Linked DNA regions of Siniperca chuatsi: region 1 is linked to region 2. The links are chromatin contacts, called in public Hi-C maps. All regions are on one chromosome and are shown on one strand. Each heading gives the region's core, a stretch centred on a gene start, on an enhancer-like site or on the middle of the called end of the contact. The rest is flanking DNA. Distances are from core to core; before and after follow the strand shown.

Region 1 (6,186 bases), core at 673-3,172, 310 kb before region 2:
CATGTGGACGTGCTCTCTGTGGCTGATGTATTCATTGTAGACAATGTTGTTGTGCACTCGCTTGGTCCCTGCAGATGGGGGGAAGAAAAAGAACAAAAAAAATGACCAAACTGAAACAGTTTCTCAGTGCTGCTAGTAAACAACATCTGGATAATCTGTGGGAAATCAGTACTCACCAAAACGTCTGCTGAGCAGCTCCAGGAAGTCGTTTTTGAACTCACTGGGAGAAAGGAAACAAGAATGAACTCTCCCATCTGAAGTACACCACTAACATGCTTTGCTTTTCATGAAACTGCAGCTAACGTTAAACACACACACACACACACACACACACACACACGGCGTCATAAAGGAACTTACTCAGAGAAGTAGTCCATGAACTTGTTCGGGTCTTCTGAGGCCAGCAGCAGCTGCCTCTGGTGAGACTCAGACATGCAGTGACATTTGAAGCCGTTCTGTCAAACAAACAGCAAAGATAAATAGCTCAAGTTCAAAATATCAACAGCAACAACTAATAAACAAAATAAGAAGACGGATTTAATGATCATCTCACCTCATCGCGGCATTGTTTTTGACACATCTGACAATACCATCTCAACTTCTGCAGACCTTTGGATTTGATCCGGTTGGCTATTGCCTTGGGGGACAGAAAATCTGCTTTTCCCATTCTGACCGACTACAATAACCATACAAGACCGTCCGTTTATCTGTTAATAACACTTAAAGTGATAAAAAGTCTGCTCGAATCACGGTTAGAGCTAAACCATGAACACCATCACTATTAACGTAAACAGCTTCCGCGTGTGTAGCGTCATAATCTCGCGTGAAAGATTAAAACACGCGATAACATTAGTTGCGTTCCCGGACTCATTGTAAACTTCGTATTTTACCAAATGTGTCGTTGTGATTTATTAAGTTACTAAAACATTTAATTAAATTTCTGGAACAAACTTACTTAGCCCCAGTTTGTGGCTCCCGTGTGATTGTGGATTGAGATTTTTGTATTGATGATTACATTCAGGTCGCAGAACTTATAAAGTTTGTTATTTCTCAGTGATAAATGCAAGCCAACTTTAGAAAAAGACCTGTAATGTAATGAAAAACTGCACAATTAGGAACATATTCATCAATTTCCCAAGTTGCAACTGTTATTATTTTGTAAACCAAACAACCAGCGAGATTACACAAGATAAATGTTATATAAGAAAATATTTAAAAAATGGAAATTACATTTTTATTTTTGATAAATCTGCATGTAAAACGTTAAATGTCGACAGTGCGTCGTACAAAATGGGCATGGAGATACCTGTGTCACGTCCGGCTGCCATCTTGGCTAATCAGAAGAGTCGTAACTTTGGAAACGAGATAAAAAATGTCTTTACTGCAGGAATACTCTTTAATACAGGTGGATATAGGAGTTTTTGAGGATTCTGGATGTACCTTCAAAACGACGGTAAGTGTTTTGAAACGACCTGTGGGGGTTTTCAAAGTTGGGCTTGTTAATTTTTTAAGTAAAGCAGGTGTGTATTTTAATTGACTATTCTAATGCTCTTCAATTTTCATGCAGTAGCTACAGACATTTTGGCAGATGGCATAGATATTTTAATGTTGACAGAATATTTAACTTGGAACACGAATATGGAAAAGTTTAAGCCAGAGTTTACATTACAAAGCTATATATGTAGTGTAGAGGAAAATTAGACAATTAGTTGGTCAATAAAGCATGAACAAAACTGGAAATTTAATAATTTACATCAAGAATAGAGTGAAATTTAACATGTTTTTAAATGGGGTTTTATATGAGTAACATTCGACATTTTTACAAGAAATAACAAAAGCACTAAAAGGATCATTTAAGTTTTTGGAGACATTATGGCTTCGTTCATATGTGTGAAACGCATCTGTACGGAATTTCTGGCAGTCCGTGAAGAGAGCATTCGTCCATTTTGCCTTTATCTTGCGCCTGCGCAGTCCTGCGAGTCTGACCTTCATCGGAGTAATCATGTTCGCCAGGACCAGCGCGTTGGTGTTCGCCCCACAATGGTAAAGTCAAAAATATTTAAATACTTTTTTTTTTTTTACAGCAACCTTTTTAATTGTATTTTTATATGTACTTCATGTATATATCTGATTAGAATAAGTGTGCGTCTTCTATCTGTGATGCATGCAGTTATTGCAAGGACATGCTAACTTGGAGGCCGCGGCTAATGAATGACAGCGGTGTGGTGCACTGTGAAGTTCAGCCGGATAGAAGCTAAAGCTAGCTAAGCTAAAGCTAGCTAAGCTAAGCTGACATTTACTTGCCAAAACGTTATGACATTGTGCGAGAGGCTAGTGAAGAGAGTGAACACTTCACCAATTAATGTCTCTGAGCAAATAATTTGTCTACATTGTCGAACACACATCAGTAACAGCGATATCGTTAGTTAGAGTTAACAGTCAACGCTTTTTCTGTGTAGTGAGTAACGTTAACTTACTAAGCTAGCTGACTCTAGCACACTTGCAGAGCTAGCAAGCAACAAAGTAAATGTTCACTTTTTAAATAAAAAATTAAATTTAGTCTATGCTAACTTGACGTTTAACTAGAAGCTACTGTTGATGTTAGACTTTGTTAATAATGCTGTTACATGTTGATAATGCTTGCAGCTTAAGCTCACATGCACTATTTCTGTTCAGTGGGCAGGTCAGGAACATGGCTACCCTGAAGGACAGTAAGTACTTTTGTATACTACTCTGTTAATATGAAAAGACAACAGCTTCAAAACATATTACAGACACTAATGTCACACTGATAACACCCCAGATGCAATATCTAAATGGTTTCTGCCAAAATCTGATGGGGAAATGTCAGACTCAACTCCATAAGTCTGTACAGGGTTTGTAGTAAGACACAAGCTGCAAAACATGGTTTTGATATCTCTTATAAATCTACTGCAAAGTGTTTTACATGAGACCTACCTCCTACTAGTTTAAAAAGATCTTAACTTGATCATACTCGCTGTGTCTATTTTGGTGGACAGTGATTATGCAGGCAACTGGAGAACTGATTTATAAGATGAAACATTTAAACAAGTGATGCTGAATTGCAAAACCTATCCTAGTGATTCACAAAAAGTTGTTAGTGTTCAATAAAGTGTGCATGTTTGCCCGTAAAAGGATCGTCAAGTTGCCAGATATGTGAATATAGTTTAGTGTGCTGTTCTCTCGTGTGTAGCATGTACCACATTTACATCACCGTAGTTGATTGTATAACTCATACTGGTGTTTAGAGTGAGTAATATCCTCTTCTCTCTAGTCACCCTTCGGTTGAAGTCCATCAAGAACATCCAGAAAATCACCAAGTCCATGAAAATGGTGGCCGCTGCCAAGTATGCTCGTGCTGAGAGGCAGCTGAAGCCAGCCAGAGTCTACGGCACTGGTGCTGTGGGTATGTACACCACATTGTCTCTCACTTGGTATAATTAGGATTTTACTCTTGATAGTGTGTTAAATTTTTTTGACCCTGAACTAAGATTCCACTGTTTCCTGTCTGCTCTCCAGCCCTGTATGAGAAGGCCGACATCAAAGTGCCGGAGGAGAAGGCCACCAAGCATTTGCTCGTTGGTGTGACTTCTGACCGTGGACTCTGTGGTGCCATCCACTCTGGTGTGGCCAAGGTCATTAAGAGTGAGATCGCCACCCTGACCAGTGCTGGCAAGGAGGTCATGGTGATCAATGTGGGAGACAAGCTGAGAGGCCTGCTGCACAGGTACGAAAGGAAATGGAGCCTCCTAAAGTTAATCTTCATAACATGAATGAAAGCCATGAGTCAGATCCAGTGTTGTTTTACTGAGCAGCTATTTAGTTGATGTATGATGATATTTAGCTGGTGTGTTGTGGGGGGGGGCTCAGAATTACTAACTGTAGTAAGTGACTGTAGTTTTCCCGTTCGCAGTGTTGGTAATAGCCACTTGCATACTAGCTATTTTACAATTTTAGCAATCATTTTATTATGTAGAAGTTTACATTACAGTAATAATTAGATTATTTTAATTGCTTTGGCATAAAAGCTGACAACAGGGAAGCTCAGCATGCTTCACTCAGTCGAACCCTAATAGATTAATGAACTGTTTCTGATGCAGATTTTTGGAAAAGGAGGTGAAATTAATTTCTCATTCAATATTACATTTTCTCCGCCTCTTCTAGAACTGGGCCGGGTGAAACAATAATTAGCTCAGAGTTTAATTACGTCTTTCTCATGGGAACGGTTTGATTTTTATTTTATTTATTTATTTATTTTAAATGGGGTTATGGGCATGAAAAAGTTGAACCTGATTCAGATCATCATTGGACTCTAAATCACAATTCATATTTAGCAAAAATCTAAATATAGAATCTATAGATCAAAGAATTAAGTGTACAGGTGATGATTATTTTACTATACCAATAATACCCACTGTTCCTTATCAGAACTCATGGAAAGCACATCATATTGAACTGTAAGGACATCGGCCGCAAGCCCCCCAGCTTTGGCGATGCTTCAGTCGTCGCCACTGAGCTGCTCAACTCTGGATATGAATTTGACCAGGGCTCTGTTATCTTCAACAGATTCAGGTACCATACTTTCAGTTTTCACTTCTCCTTATTTTATTTGGATTTGTGTAAAAACACTTCAAGTTGCATAAGCTGAGTGATTGACTTGTCTGTTTAAATGTATAAAATACTGTATTGTCTTGATCACAAAAATAAATTTCCCCTTTCTCTGATGCAGGTCTGTTATCTCATACAAGACGGACCACAAGCCTTTGTTTTCCACAGACACAATTGCTAACGCAGGTATGGTTGTTGTAGTTGTTGAAAAGTTTTCCACAGATCCTCAGGTGTCCCAGCCAGAGAGATACTGAACGTCTGTGTTCTGTGTACAGAGAGCATGGGTATCTATGATGACATTGATGCTGATGTGCTGAGGAACTACCAGGAGTTTGCTCTGGTCAACATCATCTACCTGGCCATGAAGGAGTCCTCCACCAGTGAGCAGAGTGCCAGGATGACCGCTATGGACAACGCCAGCAAGAATGCCTGTAAGACTCTGGAATGTGAAATGTGTTAGCCAGGAAGTCCAGTCTCTCAGGAGTCAGGGGCTGATCAAGATATTTTAGGAAAGGATGTGCTGATATGGAGTATCTTTTTATATGTGACAATTTATGTGCTATTACAATGTTTCTCCTTCAACTGAATTATCTGAGGGGTTGAAGTGTCTTTGAAACATTTAGAATTTCTCCCATTTACACAAATGGGATCATCGACAGGAAGTAGTCAACACAACCTGATTTAAACCATCATGGGGAAACTAAGGGTCCGTCCCAATACGAGCAGTCAAGCGCCTACCTGTGTGACGTATTTCCGGTAATTGCCACAGTGCCTAAGTGCCTGTTGAGGCCGCAAGCGCATGGAAGTTTATCAGAGCTCACTGGGACACACTTGATTAATATGGACATCCTGTCACTCACACTAATACAAATATTGTACATGGCACAATCCGGCTCAGATGATTTGTTGGAACCAATATTTAGGACCAAGTAAATGGTATTCATGTCGCAATAAGATGCAAAACACACATTCAGGAGCTTAGAGTGCCTACAAATATTAAAGCAATTAAATCAAGTTATCTAGAAGCATGTAAGTCTACTGTACATAACAGACAAAAGCTAAGTATAGAACATTTCTCAAAATCTTTAATCAAAGGATAGATTTATCTTGGCAGTGATGGATGTGTAATTCTTATCAGTCCCATCAAGAACAGACTGGTAATATTATGTGTGGTAGTTCTGCCATAACTTTTTTTGTAGTGTTTGGAAATGAATAATTTTCACGCTGAATCCAACATGTCATAAACTTGCTCATGTCTGTTGATTGTCGGTCCTTAAAACCAGTCTCTAGGCACATTACCGCAAACATCTGGACTGGTGTGCCAGTTGTGCAGTAGACCGTAGTCAAATGTGGGATACACTTAGCTCTGTATACCGCTTCCAAGCGGTATTAGGGAAAAGTGTGTGTGAAGTGTACTGTGTGTTGTTTTTCCAACAAGTGGTGGGTACTGGGACAGACCCTAAACTTCTCTCTCAACACTCTTGAGTATTTGAATCGGTGCTCAAAAGATTAGTTGACAGAATATTCATTGCTAACCATTTTGGCAGCCGATTTATT
Region 2 (6,625 bases), core at 3,650-6,149:
TTTTCATCCTTCCATCCAATTTCTAAACCTGTTATCCCGTTCAGGGTCGCAGGCATCTGGAGCCTATCCCAGCATGCAATGGGTGGGAAGTGGGTTACACCCCACACTGGTCACCAATGTATCCAGTAGACCAACACACAGGAACAAACATTCACACCTATAGGCAATTTAGAGTCACTCATTCACCCAACAAACATGTCATAGTCGTCCCATCAGGCCTTTCTGCAGCATTTAACACAAGCCTGATAAACTCTCAGATAATGTGAACTTGAGGAGTTTGTATGGTCTAGATAGAATATATGAAAAGAGCACAGTTTCACATGAACAACACTTGATGAAGAAGTCAAAATGTGCTTAGCTCTAACCATAAGAACATGTCAGTTGAATGTGTTACATTATTAGCTTGTTAAGCTGCAAAGCATCTGTTTATGACTTGTCCAGCAAAACAAACACACACATGAACACAATGTTTCTTCAGCGACTGATATGGAAGTAAAAAAAAAAAAACATTGAAAACTATTATTCTTACACTGAGCCACAGTGTATTTCAAAACAAAATGATAAAAACTGAATCAAAGTGGAACTTTAACCCACAGCCAGCAGAAATCCTTTGCTCTCTATCCCATCCCAAATGAAACAGGATTTCATCCCCATGTCTAAGTGCTTTGCAGGGACTACGTCAGCCACTGTGCTGAACTGTACTGCTCCTTCTGAAGCTACACAACTATAATGTCATTGTCAGATGGCTTGTGGCAGCAAGATCAATAGTTAGTAATTCCTTGGCTGGGGGTCTGAGAGTCCTCGCCCTGCTCTCTCTGTCTGTCCCCCCCAAGCTAGAATGTCCTCTAATGGAGCAGGCCAGATCTAATCACTGCAGTAATTGAAGTTTACTTTGAAGCTTTCAATCTAGGAGAATATTTAAAGACAAAGCCACCATGAAACACTATCTACTGTCCCCGGCCTGATGTGATCTTGATCTAGTGGCCTCTTCAATAATAGATGAGAGTCTCAAACATACTTTTATCCCTCCTTTCGTCACATGTTTGTGCATTAGATTTAACTTAATTCAAGATTCAAGGGTCTGACCACCATGAGCTTTTTGAAGGCCAACAGTAATGCAGATATTGCAGTTTGAGTGATCTATGCTTCTACAAACCAGAAGTCTGTTTACAAATCGATAACAGAATCTGGACAGGCCCGTGGTACATGGCGAGGCTATGTAATAAAATATATTTGTTCCACTTGTTCAGGGTTGGTGAGGAGGTTGCTGTTACTCAGAAGAGAGTTTCTGGACACAGAAAAAAAATATTTTGAAAAAAACAAAAAAACCAAAACAGATCACACCTTTTAATCTAGAATGCTTTTAGAAATGTAGATATAGTCCTAATCAAGCCTGAAGCGCAATACAATCAGCACAGACATCAGTGCAATTACCTGATAAATAGTTGAAGATAGCTGAGATTGAATACTATATCATTAGTTTGAAAGGCCCAGAGAAATGTGGATATGCACATGCTGCAGAGTAGTTGCTGATGATTGGCGCTGGTGCTACACAGACTTGGTCTTTTACTGTCAAAGCCAAAGATATATAGAGTGTTTTTTGCCATAACTAAAGCAACACGTTGAATACAACTCTCCCTTCCATCGTTAGGATTGGCAGGTCTAAACCTCTACAGTGACAATCATAACCATAACCATCTACATATATCGATGCCCTCAATTTATGGAGTGCTAAAGTTGGGAAAAAAATGATTTGGCTTCCTAATGCCTATTGATATCAATTTAGTGAACGCATGTGGAACAGATTTGTTATTTGAACAGATGAACAGAGGGGATATTTGGCTACTACTACAGAAGGATGCACCAAGCTCTGCACAGCAGAATGATGATTATATACTTATACTACTACTACTACTACTACTACTACTACTACCGCAAAATAACTCAGATTCAGAGCCTACAGGTGGATGTTGGGGTGGGGGTGTAGCTTATGAAATGCAATATGAACAGCAGCAGCAGTAAGTGATTGCAACAAGAGTTTGCAAACAACAACAACAACCTGCAGCAAAACAAGTCAGCCAATACCATTTGTAACACTCAAACATAAGTATTTATACCACTCTGACCACTATGTAAATCAGTATCAAAAAAAGCATCATATTGCACTTGCAACAACCCAAACAAAAATGAGCACAGCCACCACAAGGAAGTAAAGTAATAACAATGTATAAAAATGCCTATAAGTAGGTGGCAGCAGCACAACGGCAGGAATAATCAGCAATAAAACTGCCAGAAGCCTCTCTGCCAGAAGCCTCTGCAGCATCATAGCATGCTAAGATTATTAATCACACAAAGACTGAACAGACCAAAAAAGTAACAATATGCATAAAAGTCCTTAATAAAAGCAACAAGGAAGAGAGTGGTGTCAAGCCGAGCTAAACAACTGGAAAAAACATCTAATTGTGATTATTTTTAACCATTTACAATTACAACCTAAATTATATAAATTTCCCTTAAATTACACTCCAGGTCTGTATACAGTAAGTGTTGTACATAGAAGGCCATCAGACATTTACCTAGAATAACAATATAAAAAGGATAAATGATATTGCTGTTGCTCTTTGCCTGGTGAGGACGACACCAGTCCTCCCAGGGCTTTCTTTATCAAATCACTCAGCCAAAGAAAAGTCAGCTTCAAACTAAACTTAGTTTATCTATTGAAAAATATGCAGATTTAGCTCACATTTAGTAAGAGTTTACATTAAAGTTATACTTGTTTTTACAAAATACTTCTCAGAAGGAATCATAATGGCATTCAAAATGTGTTTTATTAACTGATAACAGTTACATAGTTGTCAAGCATAAAATGATGACATGGTATGCTTAAATCTTTACTGTTTGTAAAGTCATTGACTCTGGACATCCACCTAGCTAGCTGATAATTCCACATCTGAAAATCATTTCATCAGTTAGTCTGTTTAACCAATCAGAAGACTCACCAGCTAGAGGTAATTGTTCAGCCCTAACTGTAACACCACATACAGTATACCCCGCTTTCAATTTGAGGAGGTAGTTTAAACCCAAAATGACTAACAGTCGGGCCAACTAATAAAGCTGCGAGAGAAGCAGCAGGGAACACGGCAAAAACCTGATTTTTCTAACACAAAGCTGTCCTGAAACATGCAAAGCTGCATGAGCAGCAGCAGTGGTGGCCGCAAGTGTTTGAGTTTGCAGTGCTAACAGGCAACCCCCAAAACAACAGCATCAATCTGCTGCAAAAGCCATTCAGCCCGTACCACTCAAACATGATAATTCAGATATCAACACCAGGTGAACCAAAAATATGAAAGTATCATAATGTACGTAAACAACAACCAAAAGAAAAACAGTCTCCATGTTGAGTTTCCTATGAAGTGCATATTGCAGTAGAATAATTGTATTGATGGGCACTGTGCAAGAAAACAGTCATAAGCATCCTTAAAGCCGGCATGCAACAACCCACAACAAAACAAACTGCTGCACAATCACTTCAGCTCATTACACTAGTAATACTCAAACATGATGATGATTCATATTTCACCACCATGTAAATTCAATGGCTTGAAGGCCTCATAATGCACACAAGAAACAACAACCAAAAGAAAAACAGTCTCAAGTGCCATACATTATTATTCTCATCACAATTAACAACAACCGTATACAAGCAGAAATGAGCAGCTAGCAGATCCCAAAAATAAAAACAGCAGCGTCAGAATCTTCATAGCTTTTGCCAAGCACACAAACAGCGACTGAGCAGGACCAAGGCAGCAACACATATTAGAAATCAGCACTTACCTTACTGAAGTGAAGCAGTGATCCCCTGGCATCTCAGCCACACATGGGCCTCAAGTTTGAAGTGAGCATTTGAGGCCAACATGTCAGATCACCATTAGCACATGGATATGAGCTTATGGTTGGCAATGAGTGCAACTGAGTGTTGCAGTAGTGTAAACCATAGAGTAGGAGCTCTAATGCTTTGCTTAATATGAAGTGTGTAGAAAAAATGTGAATGCGACAACCTATGTTGTGTGACAAAAGCCATGTTGAGTTTCCTATGAAGTGCATATTGCAGTAGAATAATTGTATTGATGGGCACTGTGCAAGAAAACAGTCATAAGCATCCTTACAGCCGGCATGCAACAACCCACAACAAAACAAACAAACTGCTGCACAATCACTTCAGCTCATTACACTAGTAATACTCAAACATGATGATGATTCATATTTCACCACCATGTAAATTCAATGGCTTGAAGGCCTCATAATGCACACAAGAAACAACAACCAAAAGAAAAATAAGTTCAGTCAGTACAAGAAATTAATCCACAGTAAATGGTAATGCAAATACTGCACATAGCAAGACGAAAGCAGCAGCCAGCAAACACCAAGACATAAACAACCATCTCTGAGACAAAACAGACAGCAGCATCAGAAGACAAGCACACAAACAGCAACTCATGAACTCCCAACATAAATGCTAGCAAAAGCAGCTCCTACCTAGCTGAAGTGAAGCATTCATCTCTGGCATCTCTGCAGAGCTTTTTGGGATCCAAACAGCCAACAATAGGAAAGGAAACTCTGATATGATGAAGAGCCAGCACAAACTTCCTCCTCAAAGAAGTCCTGAGGCAACATGTGAGACTGTTGGTGACTGGCTGGCTGACTGGCTGGCACTCACTGGCTGGCTGGCTGGCTGGCTGGCTAGCTAGCTAGCTAGCTTAAATGCCTCATGAACATTAGTATCTCTAGTATGAAGTTTTTCCCTTGAAAAAAACAGTTAGCCTTAAGCTTAGCTGGGTTAATTGACAGGTTGGCTTGATGGCAGCCAGGGCGAGCAAACAGTGGGCAGGGCAAACACAGTTTAAGTAGCCCTTAGTGCACTGGGGGTGCGTTTGATATGTTGCAGCCAGTAGAGTTTATCATGTGACTGAAGTAGCACGCTCCATTCAGTTTAAATTGAAGCTGCTGAACACCAATATTCACTCTGGAATCACAGCCAGTATCTTTATTTTGCCATTTTTATGCCAAATAAATAAAAAGATTACAAGTGGATACTGTTGCCACTAAATATTATTCCTGTCATGGGGGAGGGGCTTATGGAAAACTATTCACAATCTAATCTTGAGGACACTGATGCTGTGTCAAAACTCATTCATTCACTATTGCCTTCATTCCCATTTTGTCTATATCGTTAAAAGATCAATAAAGGAATGTCCATGACAACATTTAAACAAGGATGGAGATTTTTTTATAAAGCAGATTGTTAAATTAGACAAATGATATGTAACATATGTATGTATGTGTGTGTGTGTGTGTGTGTGTTTTACAGACAGATAAGGTTTTGAAATCCTTTTTGTTAATAGAAAATTCACCAGTTCTAATGTATCAGTGACAGGTGACATGTGTAATGTTGCATAACTGGAATTTTGACATGTATGAAAGGCAAAGCATTTTCTAAGGTCTAAGAATAGAAGGGGGTCATATGTTATCCAGTTTGTAAATCCCTCTGAGGGGGTTTACAAACAAAATGGACTTGAAATTGACATTGCGTTGTGGGATTTTTAGCTAAAAGTTTCTGTGTGCTGTGGAATGTCTTGGTGGCTTAGTGCTTATGATACATACTGTGTACCTGTTCAATTCTGGCCAAACAAAAAAACAAGTTTTTGTGCACTCTGTAGAGACTACACTTTTCATTCCATAGTTGTAATTTTGGGGAGAGAGGGGGGGTTATGGCATGCAACAAAGGTACCTTGCCGAAACTGAACCAGGAACGTTGGGTTATATGATATACAACTTAATAGGCCGCCCCTGCAGTACAGTTGCAAGCATTTTACACATGGAATTTGGACACTCAAATATAATGGGAGAAAGTGCAGTAGGTAGCATGTAGAGAGGGATGTAGGACATAGCCTCCACTGAAACTCAGACTCATTAAATTCTCTCATGTAGGCTAGCAGCTTATTACAGAAATATCAGGTAGGTGTCACTAATGTTTTCACATAGTTACACCAATGGAGCTGGTTTTGTGGAAAATCATGAAACATCCATCGCATGTGAAGTAGATGACTTTACTAGCCAATATTTGATTAAATATCAGTCCAACCTAACTTCATAATCAAAAATCATAATCTTCCAAATTCCACTACATTAGACATCATATTATGCTAAACTTTTGTCTCAACTATACTCTGTTGCAGTGACTGAATGACTGCTGTTAAATGTATTAGTTGTGTTCCATTGCTACGTTGTGGTAGATGTGAGTTGTGTCAGTGGTCGCGGTTGCGTCGGTGGCATCTGTCCTGGCAGTGGCTCTCTGATTGATAGGCCTGAGCACAGAGGGGCAGTGGGAGATGAAGAGAGGTCTGATAGCGGGCCGCCAGATACTCCCTGATTCACTGTGTGTCAGATACTGATAACACCGAGACTCAGAGAGAGAAAGGCAGAGAGGGTCTGTGAGGGAAGTAAGAAGAGAAATAAGGGCATACGTGAATACTTGGAAGGGAAGAGGAGGGAAGAGAGGGGAAAAAGAGATACTTTAGCTGTCACGTCAGGAGAGAGTGTGGAGTATGGGATTGTGGCCAGTAGC

Evidence for each region. Hi-C and Micro-C count contacts between places; a contact is called where the count stands out from the background.
Region 1: a Hi-C map of an unstated tissue shows a contact between it and region 2, with 4 times the contacts expected there. The contact joins the promoter of atp5f1c here to the promoter of LOC122871305 in region 2. A contact is called at or near these places in 2 of 3 Hi-C or Micro-C datasets (liver and an unstated tissue).

Annotation. Positions count from the first base shown.
Region 1 is chrLG23:4,394,274-4,400,459 of ASM2008510v1, reverse strand. It overlaps atp5f1c (ATP synthase subunit gamma, mitochondrial), which reads left to right and starts at 1,922. Exons shown (of 9, transcript XM_044186258.1): 1 at 1,922-2,043; 2 at 2,677-2,711; 3 at 3,296-3,427; 4 at 3,541-3,748; 5 at 4,450-4,593; 6 at 4,751-4,815; 7 at 4,905-5,060. The coding sequence starts at 2,003. It overlaps kin (DNA/RNA-binding protein KIN17), which reads right to left and starts at 819. Exons shown (of 12, transcript XM_044186252.1): 1 at 554-819; 2 at 361-455; 3 at 177-220; 4 at 1-68. The coding sequence starts at 667.
Region 2 is chrLG23:4,090,457-4,097,081 of ASM2008510v1, reverse strand. It overlaps LOC122871305, which reads right to left and starts at 4,899. Exons shown (of 4, transcript XM_044186263.1): 1 at 4,537-4,899.